Linked DNA regions of Gossypium hirsutum: region 2 is linked to region 1. A link is a contact called in public Hi-C data. All regions are on one chromosome and are shown on one strand. The core of a region is the stretch at or near the end of the contact, and the rest is flanking DNA. Distances in the headings are between cores, read along the strand shown.

Region 1 (6,110 bases), core at 2,587-5,086:
ATGTGCATGTATTATGCACATCATGTAGTACAATATTTGATGTGTTGGGAGCAAGCCACAGCCCCTATTCGTGGAGATTTGTCAGATTCCATTAACATGCATGCAGGATGCTGTACTCTACTCTTTTGAAACCAAAGCTAGCTTTAATCAATTAAAACCTGAGGAAATTAAACCATCTTGGATTTCATAGCTCAAGCCACCTATTAATTATTACAAATTGATATGAAAGAGGGTAATCTGATCTTTGAAAGAAAATTGCAAAGTATTTCCAGGTTATTTAAGGAACTCCACATTCATTACTGTTTCATCATTTAGGAAGCTCCAATGAAACTGATATCACATGCTTTAAACATTTTTGGCTTTCTGTTGATGTAAATGGTGCTTGCTGGATGCTGGATTGGCATATTGTTCGTGTTGTAGTGTATAAAAAGAAGTAAACAAAACAATCATTTACAGAAACTTGAAAGAACAGAAGCAGTTTTTGTTTGCTATAAGAATTCAGATGATGTTTTATTAATCATTCACAAACTATTAACAACTGATAATAATTGAGGAATAATTTAACAACAAAGAAAGAAAGAAAGAAAGATGATTTGAAAAAAGAAAACTATAGGCTAGAAGGAGAAGTGTGTTGTTGATATGAAGGGCAGAGCAGGAGCAGGAGCAGGTGCAGGGCGGGGCGGGCCTTTGTTTTTCTTTTCAGCCAGCTTGTTGATGATGGATGGCTTCAGAAACACGAGTTGCATGGAAATTAGCAATGAAAGCTGAGGCTCTCTTGTCGATACCGGGCTCAGCAACCACCCTGTGAGTATTGTCTTCATCACTGGGATAAATCTTCCTGGCGGCGCCCCAAGCATCATCCCCATAGGAGTAGTAATCATGGTCTCTACGGCCCTTCTTGCCTTTAAACAAGCTAGTGAAGAAAGAGAAGGACTTCTTGTGCTTGTTCCCACCCATAGCTAAACTATATATGTTTTTTGTGTTTTTTTCGAGTCGCAGAATTTAGCAGGGCGGGTGGATATGGGTGAGTTTTGCAGTGCTGTGAAGTGTGGTTTCGAGGTGGCCCTTTTTATAGCAAGTGACCTGTAATAGAAAAGAATAATTGAGGGGTAAGATGAAGGACACGTGTAGGGATCAGATGAAATATGAAGGGGGTGTGGTGGTGTTGGACTTCATACATCCAACCCATGTGTTGTGGTCCGTTGGCTTGGTTTGGTTGTTTGACTAAGGGAAAAAAAGAAAAAGGAAAGGAATGGTTGGGAGATAAGAACCTGAAGTCTGGGGTCTTTGCCTGTAAATTGTTCCATACCATATACCACTCCATTGCTGAGAATTAAAATGATTGCCAACTTGGCAATACTGTAACACTATATACCTGTATTAGTATTCATCTTGCCTTTCCTTCCATACCATTGGTTTTTGTTTTGTTGCTGGTATATAGTATCAATGATATAATTGGTACCCCAACAGCATCTTGCTACACTTATTGATGGCCAAGGATGAGGAAGAAACTGTTTGCTTTTGTTTTCCAAATGCACATATCATCATTATTTTTATCATGTATTCATCCAAATCAAATCAAATAAATTATTAAAAATTATAAAATATTGTTCAATAAATTTGTTTATTTTTACGAATCAATCGATTTTTTCTCTTTCTTAAATTAGTATCTTAATCCGATCAATCTGATCGACCGATTTAATCCGATTCTAAAAACACTAGTTTTTATTCCGTTATGATCTAAATGTTTTTTTGTTTAGTTCAGTTTGATGTTTAAAAGATAAAAACTTGTGATTATTTAAATTAATTTGAATTGAAATTTATTTTTTATTTAATTTATATTTTTTGTTATTTTTGATAAGTTAAATATAAATATTTTATATATTTAAATATAGTAACTAATATAGTAAAAATAACTTTGAAATATTGGCTGAATGAATTTTAAGAAGACGTAGATTTGAATGCCTTAAATTGATTTAAATGACCAACAAACTGAATTAATTTAAAGCGGTAGAATTCAATTTGATTTTTGGTTTGAATCATAATACCATAGGATAATCACAAATCTTTTTCATAATTGATCTGAATTCAATTTGATATCATCTCTATTGGTGGGCATAAGTTCAAATTTTAATTAAAAGCATGGAGATATTTTGAGTTAAGTTAATTCGAATGGTATCAATTTAAGGTTTAAAATATCATATTATTAAATTATTAGTAATTTTATTTTTTAATTATTTAATTTTAAAAAGTTACAAAATGATTATTAAATTATTCAAAAGTTTTCATTTAAATCATTGAATTATTCAAGAGTTTTTATTTAAGTAGACTTGTTCATGGGTCGGGCAATTCGTCTAAGCCCGAAGGGTTGCTCAAAATTTGGGAAGGTTTGAGTAAAAATATTAGGCCCGCAAAATGAGCTTGGCCAAAAATATTAGGCCCATTTAAAATATGGGCTGAACTTGAATTTAAGGCCCGATCCTAGCCTAACCCGTTTTTAAGTTTATAATACTTTATATTATGTTATTTTTATATATTATGTAATTTAGAACACATTAAAAAAATAAACCTATACTAAATATATAATACTACTCTAATGTAAACATTAAAATAATGTTAAGATGATTATATAAAAATTTTCAATAAATAAAAAATATATGAATTTATTAAATATTAAAATAATATAATATAAATATTTTGAAAAAATTAAAAAAATAATATGGGCAGGCCTAAATGGGTTTGGATTAGTCTTTTACAAATATGGGCGAGTTTGGGCCAAATTTGAAGCCTATATTTTAGGTCGGGTCAGGTTTGGGCAAGCATGAAATATGTTAAAATCATACTTAGGTCCGGCCCGAGCTTGACCTAGCCCATGAGCACCTCTATATCTAAGTGACTAAATGAAAACTTTTGAATAGTTCAATAACTATTTTATAATTTTTTGAAGTTGGTGACGAAAAAATAAATTTTATAATAGTTTAGTAACTTTGGGTGTAATTTATCCTAAATTTTTTATAGTTTTAGCTTGGAACATTTTTGGGTTAGAGTTTGATGCTACGGTTGTTTGAATTAGATAAGTTATGATTTGTATTGGATAGGTTTGGATTAGAGTTGTTTATGAGTTGGGCCCAACCAAAATTTTAAGCTCATTTGTCAGGCTCAGGTTTGGTCCGACCTAAAAAATGGACTTAAAATTTTGTCTAAACTCAACTCATATATAAAAAATACTAAAATTTAGGCCCAGCCTACCAATATTAAATTTTTTATATAATATAATATCTCAAAAATATTAAAAACATTAAAATAAATGTTTCCCAGCAAATTAAAATAAATTAAAAAATATTTATACTTAAATAACAGGTGCAACTTAACAAACAAATGTCTCTAAAACAGTAATAAAATTAACAATAAAATTAAGAGTTATATAATAACATCAAAATAGTAGTAAAATAGTGAAAAATAACAAAAAAATGATAAAAAAAGAGATCAAGAAAACAATAAAAGAAAAACAATAATTTTTATGCATATTCGGGCTGGGCTCAGGCCAAAAAAGCCTTACTTGAGGCTCGACTAGTTTTCTACAACGGTATTATTTTTTTGTCAAAACTCATTTTTTGAGCTTATATTTTTACCAAAATCCTCTCATTTTTCGGTTCAGACTGGGTAGGCCTAGTTTGGATCATTGAATTTTTTATGATTAACTCAAGTCAAATAAGGTTTGAGTTGATCTGATTGAATTTTTCGGATTCGGGTTAGAATTGACGGATGTAGTCATTTGGGGTCAATGTTTGGGCTTACTTTCATAATTATATGTTTGGGCCTCAACGGCGATTTCTGGAAATCATTATCCAGCAGAGAAGATCAGAGCCTAAAGACATACGCTAACGCTGTTTAAACTCATTTTTCCAATCAATTAAGAAATCAAATCGAGTACTTTTCATACATTCATCAATACCCTACCAAGTTAAAGAAGGTCAAGCTGAAGCCGCAGAGCTGAAAAATAAGAAGGTCTCATCTCACCGGCACCAGTTGCTGCGTTTCACATCCATTTCTCTCTCTTTATCTGCTCCGGTATTGCTTTTTCTTTTCTTTTCTAGCTATTATTTTTTGTGTAATATATAATCCCTAGTTTCTTTTATTTGAATTCCATGCCAGATTAATGCTTTCTTCGCTTTGATATCTCTTTCCTTTGCCTATTCACTAAGCTACTTTTGGTAGTGGCCGGGGAGGCTGTGGGATCTGGTTCTGTCTTCTTTATCATGGTGTTTTTTTTTTTTGGTGCTTATGGTTCTTAAAGTTTTCTCTCTCTTTTTCTTAACGATGATTCTTGCTTAGAGATTGTTCTTTCAGCTTGGAGATCGAATCTAATTATAAAAAAACCCTTATTCCACAATGGGTCTTCGACCTGCTCACTTAATTGCCTCCAAATGCTTATTGGCACCTTCAAACTTGTGTTTCTGCTCTCTTTGATGGACACTATGAATATAAGTTTCTGATTGTTTACTTGGACTGCATATGGGATCAACTTTAATTCCTAATTATGTCGCAATTGCTTCTCTTTTTTTAAAAAAATTTTCACCTATTCTTCTCCAACTACGTCGATGATATTGCAATATTATGACTATTTCTATTACATATTATTATGCCTCAAATCACTCAATTGCAGCTTAGTTTTTAATTAACATAAGTTTTCTTAATTGCTAAACAAGATGTTAGCTGGAACGTTGAACACCTTTGTTTTCTATCGTGATTCCCACCTGTATTTCATCCACTAATGACATCTTTGATTAACTTACTAGCTTTTTGTTCTCTCATGGTGTAGGTGGTATAAAATGGACTACCGAAGATACAACAGTTCTCAGGAGGCAAACCTTGGAACTAAACAGCAAATTTCAGAAGAGCAAGTAGGCAATCTCATTTCTATAATTTCACATCCATTTAGATTCATTTATACTCGGGTTGAATCTCTTCAATCACTGTTCTACTTTTGTTGTTTTAAGAGGAGGTTATAATCGAAAAAAATCAACTGACTTATCTAACTCCTTTCTTGTAAAAATCTACTCTTGAGTATTCTTACTATGGTTCTGTACTTGTAAAGATACAATAACATTTCTGATATATATGCCCACTTTGTCATCAATGTTTATGATTGTTGATGTATTGAGCTTTATCATCTGCACTTTCTGGAATAGGCATACCAAGATTCTCTTGTTGAGGAGTTGGCTGAAGATTTCCGCTTGCCAATCAATCACAAGCCAACGGAGAATGTTGATCTGGATAATGTTCAGCAAGCAACGTTAGATACAAAGTTGAATTCTTCAAATGTTGGGTTTAGGCTTCTTCAAAAAATGGGTTGGAAAGGAAAGGGTCTTGGGAAGGATGAACAGGGTATGTTAGTGTTAAATTCCTATCATTGAACTGCATTTTCCTTCTCCATTATGGGTCTTTTTTTATTTGCCATCTAACTAGTTGGAAAATATTCTGGGATAAATAATATGAAGCTGCAATTTAACATGAACTTAGTAATTTTGCCCATGATTACTATGCAAATAATTTCCTAATGCAGCTTAGATTTTATTTAAGTTCTGGGCTTGACATTCTCCAATAGTTTTTATTAGGTTATGACATAATTTTATTAACTTGTTTCTTTGCTGTTGTGTTTTTTTCATTCTTGATTACTCAGAATCCTGACTGGCCATCCATTCCATTGCTCAAGCTATTTGTTTATCGTTAACAATTATTTTCTGGTTACCAGGAATAATTGAGCCTATAAGATCTGGGATTAGAGATCCGAAGTTAGGGATTGGAAAACAAGAAGAAGATGATTTCTTCACTGCTGAAGAAAATATCCAGCGTAGGAAACTAGATATTGAGGTTGAGGAGACTGAGGAACATGCCAAGAAACGAGAGGTATGATTTTCAACTTGTAGATAATCACTATAAGTTTCAGCGCTAGATAATAATGAGGTTGATGCTTTACATTTTGTGAAAACCTCCATTAGCAGAAGGCAGCATATAGCATATATGTGTGTCTTTTGATCGGAATGGTATATCATAGGGGAACATCAACCTCGGAAGCTCTTGTCAATTTCATGCAGTTTTTATTACCT
Region 2 (6,019 bases), core at 973-3,472, 200 kb before region 1:
ATTTAACTAAACAGTCAGATTTGAAATTGAAATACATGGTAAGTAAGCATATAAAACTAAAGTTAGTTATTGATGGAGACATTGTGTATATAAAATAATAAAATGGGATATAGTTAAAGTGTTGTAGATAAATTGGAGGGAATGTAGGTTTACGTGCAGCAAGGGAAGCATCACAAATTACAAGACCTTACACTTGCGTTTACGCAAAGCATCTCTTTTTCGACTTAAAATGGAAAGAGCCATTACTCAATGCTAATACCAATCTTCGTCATGTACCTATAAGAATCCAGTCAAACCCCTCTCAATACCTGCCTCACGTAATCTGTGTTTTTATTTATTTATTTAAAAATTAGGTAAATTAATTTTTTTATATTCTTTCTATTAAAAATTTTATCAAATTTCATTGTTAAAATTTGATCTTTACACGTTGAAATAAGGTACATGTGAGATGTCATATGCAATTGTCTGGTTATTTCAATAATCACACCTTAACAATACAAATAGATAAAATTTTTGTTAAAGATTTTTAATCTAATTTGCCCATTTCTTTAAATAAAAATAACAAAATCTAATTTAACTCTTAATAGAAGATCTTTTTATTTTATTTATCTATTTTATCAATTTATAGTTCTTCTTCCTAATAATAATATTTTTAAAATTAAAATTAAAATATTCTTCATTTTACTAATAAATTTAACCCTAAATTTCAATATTTAATAATATTGTATTTTTTTATCAATCTCATTCATATTTATTTTTTAGTTCCTCCTCAACCCTTAAATAAGAAGATAATGTGTTTCAGTTTTCTTAAACCTATGTCCTCCTATACTAGCAATAATACCATGTTAATTAAGCTACTGCTCAATCAATTTTATTTTTTTAAAAAAATTAATGCTAAATTAAGGGCTAAATAGTATAATATTTTTTTAAGTGAACTAAATTTAATGATGTTTTAGGTGACTTTAGTATAAAAATCAAAGCACAACTGTAAGGCAAAAGCTGGTGGGGGGGGGTTAGGCACAAACATGAAGCAGATCACACAAACAAATTTAAAAAAAAAAATCTAAAAATTGAAAATCAAAAGAGGAAAAAAAAAAAAAGCAACTGTGTATGTCTGTATGCCACTACAGAAGAGCAGTACTGCAACTGCAACTGCATTCGCATAAGTCTAAATCCTTTTAATAACCCAAAAAATAAAAAGAAATATATAATAATAGTCTCCTTTGAATTCATTCATTGATTCGTCCATTCATATTATATAATAATAGACAATATTAAGATTTCATCAATCATCATCTACTTTTTTATCTTGAAAATCAGACGGTGGTCAGGTTTTGGTGTACTGTTCACAGCCTTCCTAAAGATTCCATGCGCTCTCTCTCTCTCTTCTGCTCCTCCTCCTTCAAGAGCAGTATTATATTTAATTATAATAGTAGTGTAATTATAGGTGAATGCATCCTTCTATTATAAGAATTTGATAAAATTAGTCCTACATTTAATTATTGTATTATTAAAAATAATTATTTTATTATTTAAGAAAGTTAAATTTTTTATGGTTTTATAAATAAAATCTTTTATTTACAATTAAACTAAAATTGAAAAAAAATCAAGATATTTTTTATACTTTACGGGCTGATCAAGAAAAATTAAAAAATTAAAAATCGACTCAAATCAAAGTGTTTAAATGGTTTATTGAATGCAAATTTAAAAATCGTGATTACTAAATCGAACATAATTTTTTATTTAATTTTTTATTATATATAAATAAATATTTTATATTTAAAATAGTGAAAATAATTTAAAAGTTCTTAAAAATAATTTTTTAAAAAAATATTTATGAAAAATACTTTGAAATTGTATCAAATAATATTTAAATGCCATAAAGTAAAGATCAAATTGTCAAAAAAAATTAAAAATTAAAAATAAAAAATTAATATGAAAAAAGAAGAAGAATTGAATAGAGCTTAACCGAATTAGGATAGATAATTCAAAAAATCCAAAAAACTTGAGCGAAAAGAACCAATATCAGCCTTATCAAATGTTAATTCTGTTATAGTTCCAACTTATTTAATTCTTTTTAGTGGGGTAGGTATTTCATATTAAAAGGATTAATTTGATCCAGTACTTATAATACAGGGACCTCACAAAAAATTTAACCTATAATTATAAATATGAATCTCGAAAAAAGCCCGGCAAAACAAACACTATAGTGCCGTGTAGTAGGTGTCCCCTGTGCCTTGCATTTTGCATCTCACTCTCTCTCCAATCAATATCCCTTAAACAGCTCCTTCAATTTGCAAATCTACTTGCTTGCTGCTGCGCCTGCTTCACACACACACACACACACACACACACACACACACACACACACACACACATATATGCATGTATGTATAAACTGTTTTCATCTGGTGCTTCAGTTACTACTTTAAAAAGAGCAATATTTCTAAATCTAATTTAACTACAATAAATAACCCTTTTTCTTTTTTCATTTATTATTATTCTTCTAAATTAAGCTCTACTCTTAGATTCCATTTGGCATTTCCGGCACATTTAGGAAAGCATCTTCAAGTTTCAAGCTTTTGGGTTCTTTTCTTTTTCCTTCATCTTCTTTCTTTCTTTCTTTCTCTTTACATTTGGGAAGCAGAAGGAAAAAAGCAAAGATGAAGCTTTTGTGGGTTTGGGTTGTTTTACCATTTGCTTTTGCTCAACTGGTTACTGCCTTCTTTGATTTTAATGAAACTGAGCTGTCTCTTATCGAGTCTTTGGAATATGGAGTCTCTAAAATCAATTATAATCCTCTCATGGTTGGCCTCACTCTTATTCATACTGCTGGTGCTAAAGGAGCTGGTACATTTCCAACTATTTATTTCTTTATATTTTACTCCAGATTTAGATTTTTTTTCCTTTAAAAAAAATGGGTTTTGTAAAAATAACACTAATAATTTAGCATTATGCTTGTTATGTTTCAGCTATGGAGTTTTATTTGTTAATTGAAGTTTGCTTCTGCAACCTTTTTCTTTTGCCATGTTTATTTATTGTTTACTTCTATTATACTTTACCAATATAGTTTTTAGGGGGAAAAACAATTAGTAATATTTAATTATTAAGATAAGACATCAGATCTTCAGCCTGTGATTGTTGATTCAACTGCATTATAACTTGTATTTTCCCATTTCTGATATTATATTATATTGTCCATATGATTCTACTTGTAATGATAACTATGATTAAATTTTGTCAATCTGCATTCTCCTCATAATCTTCTGTAAAGGTCCTTTTTTTTTGGTAATGATTTCATCTGCTGCCTTCATCTTCTTCAGCCTGCAAATCACTTTTTGCACACGCATATACTGAGAATTAATGAAGTTTTAGCCTACTGAAACTATCTTGGCATTTTGTCCTAATTTAATTGTTTCTATTTCCGTCTTTAAATTATTCAGTGTGTCTGGATGGAACCTTGCCGGGGTATCATTGGCACCGTGGATATGGATCAGGAGCAAATAGCTGGCTCATTCAATTGGAGGTCTGTGAGAGAGTAAAGAAATGATGGAAATATATACATTTTTATACATATATTCTAGGATGCATTGCATTCTAATATTTCATTGCCAATTGTGTTGTGGCAGGGAGGAGGATGGTGCAATAACATTAGAACTTGTGTGTACCGCAAAAAGACCAGACGCGGATCTTCTACTTACATGGAAAAGCAGATACCATTTACTGGAATATTAAGTGAAAAAGCCGAAGAAAATCCAGGTTTCCTCTTCATCTTTATATTCAAGAAAACATTCATGCTAAGTAAACTCTATAAGTATTACCATTCCTGATCATCATCTTATGTTGTTTTTAAAATTGCAGACTTTTTCAATTGGAACCGAGTAAAGCTTCGTTATTGTGACGGTGCCTCTTTTACTGGGGACAGCGAAAATAAGGTAGTCTGCATATTTGGTTTTAACCAGTAACTAAAGACTGAGTCCATAGCAAATCAATAACAGATTACTCCAATTGGACTTTTGGTATTTTGGAAAATTCACTCTTAAACGCTCTACAAGTAGAAACCGAATTTGATGTCAACTGTTGAATGTCAGTTTTGATTTCTATGTGGATTTAATAAGATGAAGCCATATAAAAGAAAAGTGGGACTTTAAGTCACCACTGACAGCCAAATTATGACCTTGGAAAGCCATTTTCACTTACTCAGAAGTTCAGTGTCTTATAAGCTATATTTACCTGTCTTTTGTCGTTAATTTTATTATTATGACTGTCTTGGAAACATTTTATCTGCTAGTCAGTGTTTGTTTTGCTTTTAAAGCTTATTTGGAGTCTTATGTTTTCTATAAGAAAATAGTAGACTCATGGATGGATATAAATTGCATCACTTTTGGATTTTAGCTATTGTTTCCATGTGATTCAAATAATTGACTCCATATTCTTTGTAGATGTTTGGACATGCATCTACTTTTGTGAGGTTATTGTTGGATTTATTCTTCTTTATGATATTTTAAAGATTAGGCTACTCTATGTTTAGGGTGCACAATTGCAATTTAGAGGCCAACGTATATGGTTAGCTGGAATGGAAGATTTAATGTCAAAAGGAATGCGCTACGCAAATCAGGTTTGCTTTTATTTAAGATTGTAACTTTCTTTCAAAAAGAGTTACTTTCCTATATGTTGGTTTCTATTTTCATATGGTTGGAGGTTAAAGTATGGCAAAAATTAGGCATTAGGCTATGCCTCACCGCGTTTTCATATTTATTTTTTGTTGTAAAAAAGAACAATTAAAATTTCAGGCTCTTCTTTCGGGGTGTTCTGCTGGGGGTCTGGCAGCAATTTTACACTGTGACGAGTTTAGAGACTTGTTTCCAAGAACCACAAGAGTTAAATGCCTTAGTGATGCTGGTCTATTCCTTGATGCGTAAGTAAGGTTATCGTTTTAGGGTCTTGTTTTAAGCACCAGTAAGACAGTTCCTCGGTTCTTAATATATATTCATTATGTTCTCTCTGGACTATAGGGTTGATGTCTCTGGTGGTCACACAATTAGGAGTTTATACAGCGGCGTGGTTGGCTTGCAGGTTTGAGATTTATAAGTTTTATTCTCACTTTTTTCCTATTGGTGCCAAAGGGTTTGACGAACAGCACATGTAGACAAATACAAAACAAGCTATAAATAATTTAAGACTGGGAACACAGTTTGACTATTTAATGCTCAAATCTTGTTTCTTGTTGATATCACAGGGCGTGCAACATAACCTGCCACGTATATGCACCAACCACCTCGATCCAACTTCGGTATGTATCCATTTTCATGCTTTTTTGCTTTTAAGTGATTGACAAGAATCATCATGTGAATTTGACACATGAAACTTCCTTATTTCAGTGTTTCTTTCCTCAAAATGTAATCAACCACATCCGGACTCCACTGTTTATTCTTAACGCAGCATATGATTCATGGCAGGTAATGATCCTTGTCCTGCAGAATAGCATTATCAATTTATAAATTAGGACAAGATGATATATAATATTGGTGCGCTCTCGTTAGAGAGCTGTACAAATTTGATTAAGAAAACTAGACAAATTAATTGGTTTGCTTTCTTGAAATCAGATTCAATCCAGTATTGCTCCACCATCGGCGGATCCACATGGTTATTGGCATGATTGCAGATTGAACCATGCAAAATGCTCTGCTTCTCAGCTCCGGTATTTACAAGGTGATTACCTATGTGTGAAATTGATTTTTCATTTTACATGATAGATCATATTTAGGCAAGCTTAAGCAAATCTCTTGTTTGATTATGAACCAGGCTTCCGGACACAGATGCTTAATGCTATAAAAGGGTTCTCAATGTCGAGACAGAATGGATTATTTATAAATTCATGTTTTGCTCACTGCCAATCAGAAAGGCAAGACACATGGTTTGCTGATAATTCTCCTGAAATTAGAAACAAGGTATGTCTAAAAAACATTTCCTTTCACATTTCATGAAATTTACGTAACATGAAAGTTACCAAGGTCGT

What was found. A called contact is a pair of places that touch in the nucleus more often than the background predicts.
Region 2: a contact with region 1 is called in a Hi-C map of leaf, with 3 times the contacts expected there. The contact joins the promoter of LOC107893495 here to the promoter of LOC107893499 in region 1. A contact is called at or near these places in 8 of 34 Hi-C or Micro-C datasets (anther and leaf).

Annotation. Positions count from the first base shown.
Region 1 is chrA13:105,206,878-105,212,987 of Gossypium_hirsutum_v2.1, reverse strand. LOC107893499 (G patch domain-containing protein 8) reads left to right here and starts at 3,836. Exons shown (of 8, transcript XM_016818511.2): 1 at 3,836-4,071; 2 at 4,823-4,904; 3 at 5,193-5,388; 4 at 5,756-5,910. The coding sequence starts at 4,833.
Region 2 is chrA13:105,404,310-105,410,328 of Gossypium_hirsutum_v2.1, reverse strand. LOC107893495 (pectin acetylesterase 12) reads left to right here and starts at 2,222. Exons shown (of 12, transcript XM_016818507.2): 1 at 2,222-2,850; 2 at 3,444-3,526; 3 at 3,630-3,759; 4 at 3,862-3,935; 5 at 4,532-4,618; 6 at 4,794-4,918; 7 at 5,016-5,076; 8 at 5,240-5,293; 9 at 5,382-5,459; 10 at 5,607-5,712; 11 at 5,806-5,951. The coding sequence starts at 2,664.